Regions from separate parts of the Sus scrofa genome. Here region 2 is linked to region 1. A link is a contact called in public HiChIP or PLAC-seq data. All regions are on one chromosome and are shown on one strand. Each heading gives the region's core, a stretch centred on a gene start, on an enhancer-like site or on the middle of the called end of the contact. The rest is flanking DNA. Distances are from core to core; before and after follow the strand shown. Region 1 overlaps CMSS1 (protein CMSS1). Region 2 overlaps CMSS1 (protein CMSS1).

Region 1 (6,728 bases), core at 1,068-3,567:
CCATTAGTGTACAAACTATCAAAGAGAAGTTCAAATCATTTCTTTAAGAATTTGCCAAGCCTTAGTCAATATGGTACCTCCTATCTTCCTATTTGGCCATTTGTGAGCTAGGGGAACATGCACACACACTCTCAGTTTTCTAAAAGCTTGCTGTTAAGTAATTGGTTTGAGTCCATCTTCTTTCCTCTAATCCAATTATATTTCCTCTGCTGACTACAGCAGTAGACCCTTCTTGGCAGGGAGAGAATTACACTGCTGTTTTCACAACTGTGGTGGAAGGTCAAAGCTAACCACACTTTCTCTAAGGCTGAGCCATAAGAAAGTTTGTATAGGAGCAGAATTTTCCATATGTCCACAAGCAAGTATTAAAATGCAACAGGAACCTTTTGCTTAAATTATGGTTCAAAATCAGAGTTAGGAATGCCTTATACTATACTACTTTCGTCTGCTTATTATTTTCTTATTAATACTCTAGGATATAAGGTTTATAAAAAATGAAATGAAGAAAAGAAAGGTAAATTTCTTTTCTTGGACAGAACCAGAGAGGCCGGAGGGCAGGATAGTTCTGGGCCCCTTCTAGAATTAGAAACCTATGTCTGACTTCTAACCACAGTAAAAACACAGGGTGGTTTGGAGTACTGAAATAGGAATTAGAAGAATGTATTTTGGCTCCAACAGAAACACACTTATTACTAGTGACCTTAGGAAAGTCACCAAACCTCAATGAATTTTACAATCTTTGCATCTCTAAAGTGGGGGAAACATAATTGCTTCATCAAAGTACACTCTGTAAACATGTGGTGGAAACCACACATTTCCATGTGGGGCCACAGCATTGTAAGACATTATTATTACCTTTCTCCTCTTCCTGGTCTTGGTGGCATCCTCATTTGTTTCCTTTGGTTGTATCAAGAAACATTCTTTAGGCTATAAAAAAATACAAATGTGAAAACTTTCATCTTAGCATGATGAGGTATCAACTAACGGTATAAATCCCAAAGTATGTACTATCATGCATGTATTCCTCAGAGGGCCTTTGTAATATTCTATGGACAAAGAAATGCTGGAAAACCCAGGGTAGGCTATTATGCAGGGGCTGGGCTGAGAGAATTTGTAAAAGTAAGAAAGTACGGATGACTTAAGACTGGAAAATCTTTGAATAAAGGTCAAAATGTGTAAGTGGGTGTATATATGTGTTTGAGGTGGTGGTGCAGGGTATTAAAGATTGAAGACAGTGGCCAGGTTTGTAAAACACAGGCAGAAAGGGATGTGATTAAAATTAAGATGTGGTAAGAAAGTCTTTGACTGGCATGACTAGTGTTTTCCGTGAACTAGTAATATGTGAGCCTGTATTTCCAAGGCACTGACTTACTATTTTATTATCCATTCCTTTTCTCTTCTCCATAAGCACAGAAGATCTAAAGTAGGATATATTTACTTATATTTTTATAAAACCAGCTGCACCAAATGCCTTATCTATAGTGACTACAAAATGAATGTTTCAGCTGATGGTCTGACAAAAGTCTCAGTACTATGGTATCCTAAGTAATTGATTTTGCCTGTTGCCTTGACCCCCGGAGTACCCTATACAGTTTAGTGCTATTTTTACCCTAAGGTTTTTTTTTTTTTTTTTTAATGTAAAAAAACAGGAAATTTGGACTAAGACATTGATTTATAAAACAGAATGCTTCAGATTCCTTATTTATTAATCATAAGTAGTTATATAAAATGTTTCCTGTGTTGGATCTTTTATGGAATATTTTCAAACAAATTGCCAAGATATAAAACGTAAGTGAAAATTTATTCTGCGTTTTTTTTCTTAAGTTTCCATTTCAACCAGAGTGTATTCACTTTAAGCTGGTAAACTACTAACTAAAGCAATCTTGTCTCCACTGGCTCTCTTTAAAATGATTACAGATGAAGCTTTCTATTAAAGTCTGCAGACAGCCTGTAGATTAAGAATGCCTATGGCCTGAAGCCAGAGAGATATAATACTACATAATTTCTTCAAGACATGAGGCCAGGACCAAGTTTCTAGACTCTGTTTCAGTTATACAGAAGTAGATTCAAAAGGCTCAGGATTAAAGTAACATGGGGATCTTGAAATTTCAGCTGCTTCTTAGTTAAAAAGTGCAATGGCATCATAGCTAAAGAAAAGAAAAGTGTTATGACCTCTCTTATTCAGAAAGTTAAAACTGTCTTGTGGATGCAGATACATGCTAATCTGATGCCAATTAGAAACTGGGCCAAGGCCACTAAAATGTCACAGAAGCTGCCAGACAGTCATAAGAGTCCAATTATAGATCAAGCCAAATTCAGCTCATGCTCCCATGGCAAAGGCCTGGATACAATTAGCAGATACCTCAAGACATACTGCAGTGTCTTGTCACCAGTATCAAGGTTTGGGAGAAGGAGATGTAGAAACCTATTCCATTTTCTTATTTGGCAAATGGGGGTGCTCTGTAAGAGTATGTTTAACATGTAGGTTATATTTATTCTGTGCTTACAAAGCCAATTAAACATGTCACAAATTAAACGTGGATATGAGCTCAATTATAAGGATATGGATTCTAATTCTGGAAGAAAAAATAAAAACACAATTCTCAATCATGCAAGGGAAAAAAGAAACATGCTTATTAACAACTGCTTTTGTCAAGACACTATCAGATTTACACACCAGGTTCAAATTCTTACATCATTTTAAAGGAAATGGAATATGATATTTATTTTCTGGGAGCAGTCGCTTCAGCTGGTTTCAGTAGGGTGCCAATGAAGAAGCAAATTTATGGGGTCAATTTCCACAGACAAGAGACAACTTTATGAAGTACAAATCCTGTAGTACTGAAAATTTCTATACTTTGCCAGCTGTGTTACGCATGCTGATATTTACTCTCAGAGAGACTAGGTAAAAAGATGAGGACTCAGGGTAGGTCAACTAACCATTAGAAACCAATTCCAACCAGTATCTGTCTTTGACAATTAATAAGCAAGGTTTTGTCTCTAGGCAGTTTTTTTATTTTATTTATTTTTTTGGTCTTTTGTCTTTTTAGGCCACACCCAAGGCATATGGAGGTTCCCAGGCTAGGGGTCCAATCGGAGCTACAGCTGCTGGCCTACGCAACAGCCACAGCAATGCCAGATCCGAGCCACATCTGCGACCTACACCATAGCTCATGGCAATGCCAGATCCTTAACCCAGTGAGTGCGGCCAGGGATTGAACCTGCAACCTCATGGTTACAAGTCAGGTTCATTAACCACTGAGCCACTATGGGAACTCCCTAGGCAGTTTTTAAAAAAAAGGAACCCTAAATAAGGAGTTAAAGATTTAGAAGAATCACACTTGCCCAAAAATATGCCAAAAAACTTACTAAACTTTTAAGTTAATTAATTGGGGCATTTTCTCCTCTCTTCCTCTCCCCTCCCCTGGACTCAGGCTTACCTTCTCTCATGAAAACATCGAAATTACAACTAACTGCTGAACAACCATCAAGAAAATAAGACTGGAAACTACCAAAAAAGATATCCTGCACCCAAAGAAAAAGAAGCCACATCAAGATGGTAGGAGGGATGCTTTCATGATATAAGCAATCCCCACACCCATGGGTGGGCGGCCCGCAGATTGGAAAATAACTGTACTGCAGAAGCTCTCCCACAGGAATGAGAGTTCTGAACCTCATGTCAGCTTCCCCGGCCTGGGAGTATGGCATTGGAAGGAGGTGCCCCCAGAGTATTTGGTATTGAAGGCCAGTAGGGCTTGAGCACAGAAGCTCCACAGGACTGGGGCTAACAGAGACTTCACTCCTGGAGGGGTCACACGGGGTTTTATGTGTACTGGGTCCCATGGCAAAGCAGGGACTCATAAGAATCTAGGTCAGACCTATCTGCAGGTCCTGGAGGGTCTCCTGGGAAAGCAGGGCATGGCTGTGGCTTACTGTGGGGGCATGACATTGGAGGCGGAGGTCCAAGGAATAGTCATTGGAGCTGGCCATTTTGGAAAATTCTGGCTCCACCCATCCGAGCTGAGAAGCCCAGACCAAATAACAAACAGGGTGGGAACACAGCCCCACCCGTCAGCAAACAAGCTTCCTGAATTCCTCCTAGGAACATAGCCACCTCTAATGACACCCAGAGACAAAGCTCCACCCACCAGAAGTATAAGATTCAGCTCCACATACCAGTGGATAGGCATAAACTCTCCCACCAGGATGCCTACCACAAGCCCATGTATCAGCTTCACCCACCAGGGGGCAGACACCAAAACCAAGAGAGGCTACAAGATTGCAAAAAGAAAACCACACACAAAACTGTACAAAATTAAAAGGTCGAGAAATATGAGCCAGCTGAAAGAATAAGACAAAAGCCCAGAAAAACAGCTAAGTGGACTGGAGATAAGCAACCTATATGAAAAATATTTTAGAGTAATGATAGTAAAGATGATCTGATATCTTAGAAAAAAAAAAAAAAACTGGAGGCAAAGATTGATAAATTATAAGAAACACTGGGAGTTCCCGTTGTGGTGCAGTGGTTAACAATCCGACTAGGAACCATAAGGTTGCAGGTTTGATCCCTGGCCTTGCTCAGTGGGTTAAGGATCTGGCGTTGCTGTGAGCTGTGCTGTAGGCTGGTGGCTACAGCTCTGATTAGACCCCTAGCCTGGGAACCTCCATGTGCCACAGGAGCAGCCCTAGCAAAAAGACAAAAACAAAACAAAACAAAATATAGAAACACTGAACAAAAAAATAGAAGATTTAAAGATTTAACAGACAGAGATGCAAAATACAATAACTGAACTTAAAAATTCACTAGAGGTAGCCAATAGCAGAATACAGAAAGCAGAAGAAGAAATAAGTGAGTTGGAAGACAAACTGGTGGAAATCACTGATGTGGAACAGAATAAAGAAAAAGAATGAAAAGAAATGAGGACAGTCTAAGAGAACTCTGGGCAACTTAATCAATTAATTAATTTTATTTTTTTGGCTGCATCTGTGGCATATGAAGGCCCTGGGCCAGGAATCGAATCCAAACCACATCTGTGAGCTATGCCAGTTATGACAATGCTGGAACCTTAACCCACTACATCAGGCCAGGGTTCAAACTGGCAATGCCACACAGACAAGCTAGACCATTAACCCACTGTGCCACAGCAGGAACTCCTGGGACAATTTAAAATGCACCAACATATGCATTATTGGGGTGCAAGAGGAAAAGAGAGAAAAAAAGGGCCAGAGAAAACATTTAAACAGATAATAGCTGAAAACGTCCCTAACATGGGAAAGGAATCACTCATTCAAATTCAGGAAGCACAACAAATACCACATAGGATAAACCTGAGGAGGAACATACTGAGACACAGATTAATCAAACTGACCAAAATTAAAGACAAAGACAAAATATTGAAAGCAGGCAGGGAAAAGCAACAAATAACATACAAGTGAGCCCCGATGAGGTTATCACTGATTTTTCAGCAGAAACTCTGCAGAAGAGAGTGGCAAAATATACTTAAATTGATGGAAGGAAAAAATGTACAACAAAGAATACTCTACCCTGCAAAGTTATCATTCAGATTTGAAGGAGAAATCAAAAGATTTACAGACAAAACAAGCTAAAAGAATTCAGCACCACTAACCAAGATTTGCAATAAATACTAAAGGAACTTCTTTAGGTAGAAAAGAAAAGGCCACAACTAGAAATAAGAAAACTATAGATGAGAAACCCACTGGTAAAGGCAAACATGTAGTAAAGGCAGGAAATCATACACAAATATGATATTAAAACTAGCAATTGTGAGAAGAGGAGGGTACACATGCAGAATACTGGAGATGCATTGCAATTAAGAGGCCAGCAACATAAAACAATCTTGTATGTATATAAACTCCTATATCAAAATTTCATGGTAACTGCAAACCAAAAATTTACAATAGACACACAGACACACAAGAAAAAGCAATCCAAACTTAACACTAAAGATAGTCATCAAACCACAAGAAAAGATGCAAAGAGAAAAAAAAAAACCCCAACAAAAACATATCCAAAACAATTAACAAAATGGCAATAAGAACATACACATCAATAATTGCTTTAAATGTAAATGAATTAAATTCTCCAACCAAAAGACACAAACTGGATGCATGGATATAAATAACAAGACCCGTATATATGGCATCTACAAGAGACTCACTTCAGTTCTAGGGACACATACAAACTGAAAGTGAGAGGATGGAAGAAGATATTCTATGCAAATGGCAATCAAAGGAAAGCTGGAGTAGCAATACTCATATCAGACAAATTAGACTTCAAAAATCCCAAATGGTAATCTAGGAAGACAGACAGAGAAAGGAAAGGGAAGCAAAGAAAAAAATTAAAAGAAGAACAACAAAAAAGACTGTTTAATGAATTAAGCTCACTATTAAATATTTATCATTCAATTTTGTCTAGAACTTTCCTATTTCTGAAGATCCTAAATGTGTAGTCATGTAAGAATTTTTTCCTCATAATTCTATGTAAGGATATGAATCTGTGAATTGTTTCATAGCTCCAAACAGAAAGGAAATTGTCTGGAGGAAGACAAATATTTGTGCCTGTCAGAGAGTCTAAGAGTTAATTAAGGAGCACATTAATGTCCATGAAATGTGCCCAATACAGGACTGAATTGCCAGCTCTCTCAGTTACCATTTCTTTCTTTTTCTTTTTTGGCCACCTGCAGCCATAAGGACTTCCCTGGCTAGGG
Region 2 (6,728 bases), core at 2,519-5,018, 160 kb after region 1:
ACATTTACTTTCTGACCTTTTAGAACAGAAGTTTGTTGACACTGCCTTTATTTGGGGGTCTTTCTCTTGGGAGAGAAAGTGAGGCAAATACACATAAGCTTGACTCCCTGTTCAGTCAGTGGCATAGGAGCCAAGAGATGTGGGTCTCAAGTTCCTTTTTATGGTGGTTCTGAACAATTATGTACTTAACTTCCCTAGTCCTATAACATGGCTTCTCCCTGGCCGGGCTCAGTTTCGTTGTTTGAAAAAGAAAAAGAAAAAATCAGTTCTTACTGGATCACTATGATAATATGTGAAAAACTATCTCCATCTCCTCCTTTGCTCCATTTTCCAAGATAATTCCGGGTCAGTGAGAGTGAAGGAAATAAGGATATATTGTAAATCATTCCAGCAGACTGCAGGATAGAAGTTGAAAACTGGGTTTTAAACCCATGCATAAAAGCCCTCAATGTGACCACATATCTGCAACAATGAGTAATTCACCCTGTATAATGGCTTAGGACATATGAAACTGAATCACTTATTTTCTGGAAATTCCCTATTATAAATATGACTGTTAAGCACAAAGTTTAAAAATGTCAATGTCTGGGAAAATATCTTCTAAATTATAGCAGAAAAATATAGGATCTAAAGCTGGACAAAGGCAAGGTGATGGGATGGACAAGATAATTTTATATTCAGAAGAGAGCAGATACTATCAGACGGCAAATACATTTCTAATCAGAGTTTCTATTTCATGCAGATTATTCTGTAATGCAAATCTACATTCTCATTCCTAATCAAGACTAGGTATATAGTTGCAGAGTAAAGAATTTTATCATAATCTACTTTAAAAATAATTTTTAACCTTATTGGATTTTAAGTTGACCAAAACTTTTTACCATTCCAAGTCCTTGCTATAGAGTAGGAAAGCTGATTAGTTTCATTGCCATAGATCTCTGTTTTGCTAACTATACAGCTGATTTATATTTGTGTAGTAGAAAAAAAATCAGCAGTTACTGGGTACCGATCTAATGTAAAAGGTTAAATTAGTTCTGGGTACAATGATTATTCATCATTAAAATTGGTGAACAGAGTTTGAAGTCTTGGCCTGCTTTTTGGGCACATGCATTACTAAGCAACTTGAGAACAAGTGCTCTCAAAGGGAAAACAGGTTCAGAGAAAAGGCTAGAGTGAATGAGACATGCATAATGAAAATGACCAGTATTTTTGAAAATTGGGAGGACAAATAATTATTCTACTACAAATATGATTAAAATTACCTAAACTCATTAATGTTAGAGTTGGAAAAGCTCTTAAAGGACTTTGAGCCCAAATTTCCTTCATGGAAACTCAACATGCAGTCAGGTAGCCATTGTCCAGGTTCTGTCTCATCACTCATTTTTGGTAGCAGACAGCTTCCTTCCCTTATCAATGCCAAATCACTCCATTTTGGTACAACTCCAATGACTACGCAGTCAAAAATGCACAAGAAAGTAGATAAAAGAATAGTAAGCTAGAAAATAAAAGCTCCAAATTTCAACTTCATCCTATATTAACTCTAGTTGTGTGACACTGAAAAAGGGTTTGGTGCTCTCTAGGTCTGTTTCATCTGTAAAATAAGGTCTCTATAATCTTTTCCAGTTCTGAATTTCTCTATGTCTATAATTTCCATCTCGTGCTACTGAGTCAGCTATGCGAAAACTACAAAGAGCTGTGGTTTTTCTTCTTATATTTCTTATTTATGTCACACTCCCTGTGCTGTCTCTTTATATTACAACACCTTCTATGCCTCATCCTAAACACTTGGTCTTTACCTCATCTTTCCAGACTACCTATAACTAGATTTTGCTTTGACTATTGTTATCTCAATGTTATCACGACTCAGAATTTGCCCTTTTATAAGGTCACTAAATAACCAAGGCTAAGCTACAAAATCCCTCCAATTGGCCTGCAGAATTCTGAAGCTAAAAACAAAAACAAGAGTAAGAAAATGCTATATCTTTTATAGAAAAGACATGAATGTACATTTGATACAGTCTAAGTATATACAGATTTTTTAGAAGCAAAAATGTTATATATTTTAATGTGATTGTAACTTGGCAAATACACATATGCAAAAGTAAAATAAATGACTATTTGGTATTTTTTTATGTAACTAAAATGCATATAAAAGACAATGTGTCTGAAGAACCATCCTTTACTAAATGATTGTTATAACCTAAATCTACAGTATTATATAATAAAAACAAAGATTACTTTCTGTACAAATAAATATATTTAGTTATTTAAGATATTAAAAAATTAACTTTTTTTGTTTTTAGGGCCACAGGTGTGGCATATGGAAGTTCCCAGGCTAGGGGTCAAATAGGAGCTGCAGCTGCCAGTCTACACCATAGCCACAGCAACTCAGGATCTGAGCCATGTTTGTGACTTTACACCACAGCTCACAGCAATGCAGGATCCTTGACTCACTGGGCGAGGCCAGGGATCGAACTGGCATCTTCAAGCATACTAGTCGGATTTGTTTCTGTTGCCCCACAACGGGAACTCCCCCAAATTAACTTTAATTATTTGTTATAACTGTGAAAATAAACAAGATTTTTTAAACTAATTAAGTCCAAAAATTTTTTTAAAACAAAAGGGAGTCTAGATGATAAAATGATTGCAAACTGACTGACTTGTTTGAAAAACATCATCAGTATATAAACATGTCATACTTCAGTAAAAAGAAATTACCATTATGAACAGTTGACAGTAATGTAATGGGTTCTGAGTCTTCCAAATGGGCTGAACAATAATATCCAAACTCCTTATCATGGCCTGTAAGATTTGCCCCTGCCTGTCTTTCCAACATCTTTTCCTACCAATTTTCTACGTTATTCCCTACTCTAGTTTCACTTGATCTCTTCTAAAACGTCAAAAAATTTTCTACACTTAGTCTTTATATATGATTTTCCCTCTGTTTGTAGTGCTCTTCTTTTAATCATTGTTTATCTAACTCTGGACTCTGTTTTGTGAAAAAGCAAGTATAACTCTTCAGATGTTTCCAAATTTCAAAGTTTGGAAGTTCCCAGAAGATGCTGAACTAATTCATTTATTCTCTAGATTCTAAACAGCAATGCATCAGGAAACAGTGCTGAGGCATAGAATAACATGTATGCATTAAAGTTCAGCAGGGTGGAGCAGAAGAGCTCTTCCATTGTTTCCTGAACAGGGCAGGTGTCATGATGCAGTCATGAAGTCTGTCCCAAGGTAGTAGGTGCAGCTGAAGGTATTCACCCTTACCTTGGGTCCAAGGGGATATAGGCTGGGCTTGGCCCGCTGAAGAGTTTTGTTGGCCTGAAGTTGAAAGAACTGTTTGTTTTTTTGTTTTTTTAGATTCATTTATTCATTTTACTGAGCCCTTACTATGTGTGAGGCTCATTTCTAAATACTTACACAGAGGGAACAAATGCACAAACCAAAGTCCCTACCCTTTTAGAACCTATATTGTAATGTGGAAGATAGGTAATAAATACAAAAAATAAGTAGTATATTAGATCATGATATGTACTAAAAACAAAGCTAAGAGGGATAAGGAAGGGTTGTGTATATATGTGTGTGGCTACAAGTTTAGATAGTGGCCAAGGAAGGCCTCATTGAGAGGGTGACATTTGAGAAAAGGGTTGGAAGCGGCGGATGGGTCATGGAAATACTGGAGGAAAGAGCACTGTAGGCAAGGGAACAGCATGGGTGAAGGTCATGACGAGGTAATGAGCTGGTTTATTTGAGGAACAGGCAGGAGGCCACTGTTGCTGCCGTGATGGGGCACTGGGAGGCCTTTGACTTACTCTGAATGAGATGGGAAGCTGGAAGGTTGTGAGCAGAGGAGCAACATGATCTGACTTGTGCTTCAACAGATCCCTCCAGCGGTAGGAGAGAAAGCATGGAAGGGAAAGCAGCTGGGAGGCTACTGGAATAATCCTGGAGAGAGATGATGGTGGTTTGGGCTACAGCAGTGCAACAGGAAATCACTAAGAAGAGATCAGATTCTGAATATATTTTGAGGGTAGAGCCAACAGGATTTCCATATGGATTAGATGTGGGTTTTGGAAGGAAGACTGGAGTCAAGGACAACGCCAAAATTTCTGGCATGAATAAGAAGAAAGGAGTTGCCAACATTTAAAATCAGGAGATTTAATAATCACACTTCTAGCTTCTCTCTCTCAAAATACTAGAAGATGTGGTCAACTATATACCTGTATTTTTCACAAGACAAAAATCAGCTGGATCTGGGAAGAAGCTATCCCCTGGAAAGAGGACACTGGCTTTTTGGTGCACTACAGGTCTCGTTTCCTATTGTCTTATACGTGGCCTTTTGTATACACAGCTGTCTGTACCTGCCTGACTACTACACACAGTTTGAGTTTAAGCCCTCCCCAAAGTTCTCTCATAACTCCACTGTCATAAAAATACAATATAAACTTGTCTATAATTCTGGCTTAAGAAAGAAGAGTTTTGACAAAGTATTTATTTAAATCAGGATACTTCTTATTCTAGTTTTCCCATCCATAGTGATTTGACAGAGGCCTATCCTGTCTCTCTTCTCAGTGAAAAGAGAAGCTCCTTGAAGAAACTCCTCTTCCATATACTCTGACTTCATCAAATCTAAATGCCACTCACTTGACAGTCTAATAACCCAGTGCCCAGTAGCAAGTATGGTTCTGAACCGTACTGGTTCAAGCACATCTCACTATACCTGTGATTTCTAAATAAGGGTGCTCTGAGGCCTAGGTTGGGACAGAGGGATACTGGCTCCAGGCTGGTGCTATCGCCAACAAGCCTGGTAACTGGTAGATCACTTATCTTCTCTGGGCTTCTGTTGCTCATCAACAAAAAGGGGACCATACTAGGGCTTCTCCCACTGTAATGTGCATATGAATCCCCTACTCCAGATGGTTATTTAGCTTAATTTACATAAGGGTCATTGGCTTAGAATAAAGTGCCTGCTAAAAATGTCTCTGTGGAAGACCTGATACATTTCCCTTTACCAAACAAAAAAATGTAAACTCAAATGTTTTGTTTTTGCTTTGTCTATCAGGAAGCTCAGAGCTAAACAAAATGTTCAATAACAGCAAAACCATTTAACCCAACTCAGGGATCTGAGTACAATATTTTTTCCCTTCCTTTATATTCATCCTAATGGTTTTGATTTCATTTTATTATTTTTATTTTTATTTTTTTGTCTTTTTAGGGCCATACCCGCGGCACATGGAGGTTCCCAAGCTAGGGGCTGAATCAGAGCTGCGGCTGCTGGCCTACACAATAGCCACAACAAAGCCCAGATCCGAGCCATGTCTATAACCTACACCATAGCTCATAGCAGCGCCAGATCATTAACCCACTGAGCAAGGCCAAGGATCAAAACTGCATCCACATGAATGCTGGTTAGTTTCGTTTCCACTGAGCCATGACAGAAACTCTGATTTTGATTTTATTTTTAACTGCTTAGTTCTAAGTACATTTTGACTCTAGGTAATGTCAAATCTTTCCTGATAGGGGTGGGGCAGTAGGGAAGCACTGGAAGGAAAGGGCAGGAAAAGGAAAGTGACTTAAAAAAAATCTTTCCAACTTGATATTATAAAAGTCAACACATAATGTTTGTGAAAGAGATCAAATAATATAATAAACATTAGTGCCCTGTCTCAAGCCCAAAGCAGGTCTATCTCACAAAAGCAGCCATGAACAGTACAGGTCTGTAGACGGGTGAGGAGGATAAGCCCTACCAAGAAAATTCTTCCATGCAGTCTTTCTCTCTTATCTAATTATGGTTATTTAGAGATAGAAATGATAAATCTCATGACCTGGATTAACTCCCTATAATAAACGAGGATCATTTTTGATATCAAGGAGAATTTAAAGAAAAACATATGTTAATTAGTAACACCATAACTACAGGTAAACTAAGCATCAAGTTAGATACTTTGTGGTAATAAGTCAAAGTGCACTTTATAGACCTGTATTCAGCTAGCAGCCAGACAAGCACAATGAAGGGCTAGGATATCAGTCCTCTCTGGTGTCATGGGAAAACCCTCACTTGGGAGTCAGAACACACAGCCTGGCTACCAACTAGTTTCAGGACTTTGGTTAAGTCCTATAACCACCCAGGTCTCATGTGTAAAATGAAGAGAAGGTGGAGAGTACAGATTAAGGAGTTCTCACACCTTAGTGGTCCATTTATACAATTCTGTTCTTTTGTTTAACTCAGGGCTGAGCCCACATGTACTGAATGCTGGATAGAATGCTGTTCTCCAGGATGGCCCCTGCAACTTCTATTTAAAGAATTGTGTTTGTTCCCAAACCTGTTTATACCTGTTAGATTTACAATTATAATTGCATAATTTAATCAAATATTATGTAAGTTTATGAAATATGACAGTGAAGGGAAGAGTTGTTTTCTACACAAAGTACGCAGAATAGTTTGAGAAGACCTGATAAAGGCCAATTACTTAATATGGCTGTCAAGGCAGACATAGGTTGGACAATTCTAAAAGAATGGAAAACAAATTACAACAATCTAGGATTCCTTCTAAAGTCTTTTTCTACTTTAACAAAAAACCATGGAAAATGTAATCATTAAGATATAATTAAAGACCTATAATCAAAGAAAAGGCCTTGGCACTAATTCAAGGCTTCTACTACAACGGAGAAGGGAATAAGAACCACAATGAAATATGACAGAGCCCCATGCTCTCATTTAAAAGCAG

Evidence for each region. HiChIP or PLAC-seq counts read pairs in DNA pulled down with a chosen protein or histone mark.
Region 2: an H3K27ac HiChIP or PLAC-seq map of skeletal muscle shows a contact between it and region 1. The contact joins two enhancer-like sites. A contact is called at or near these places in 1 of 47 Hi-C or Micro-C datasets (skeletal muscle) and 1 of 2 datasets of contacts at active chromatin or transcription factors (skeletal muscle).

Annotation. Positions count from the first base shown.
Region 1 is chr13:158,821,739-158,828,466 of Sscrofa11.1, forward strand. CMSS1 (protein CMSS1) reads right to left here. Exons shown (of 10, transcript XM_021071314.1): 3 at 856-927. Among named protein-coding and RNA genes, the nearest start is that of FILIP1L, 64 kb to the right of the region's middle. Within about 2 kb of position 2,318, at least 10 of the 83 cell types and tissues checked have an H3K27ac peak or open chromatin away from gene starts, as enhancers often do. A contact at or near this core is called in skeletal muscle, where this site is marked.
Region 2 is chr13:158,976,548-158,983,275 of Sscrofa11.1, forward strand. All of the region lies in intron 1 of CMSS1 (protein CMSS1), which reads right to left. All of the region lies in intron 1 of FILIP1L (filamin A-interacting protein 1-like), which reads left to right. Among named protein-coding and RNA genes, the nearest start is that of FILIP1L, 91 kb to the left of the region's middle. Within about 2 kb of position 3,769, at least 1 of the 83 cell types and tissues checked has an H3K27ac peak or open chromatin away from gene starts, as enhancers often do. A contact at or near this core is called in skeletal muscle, where this site is marked.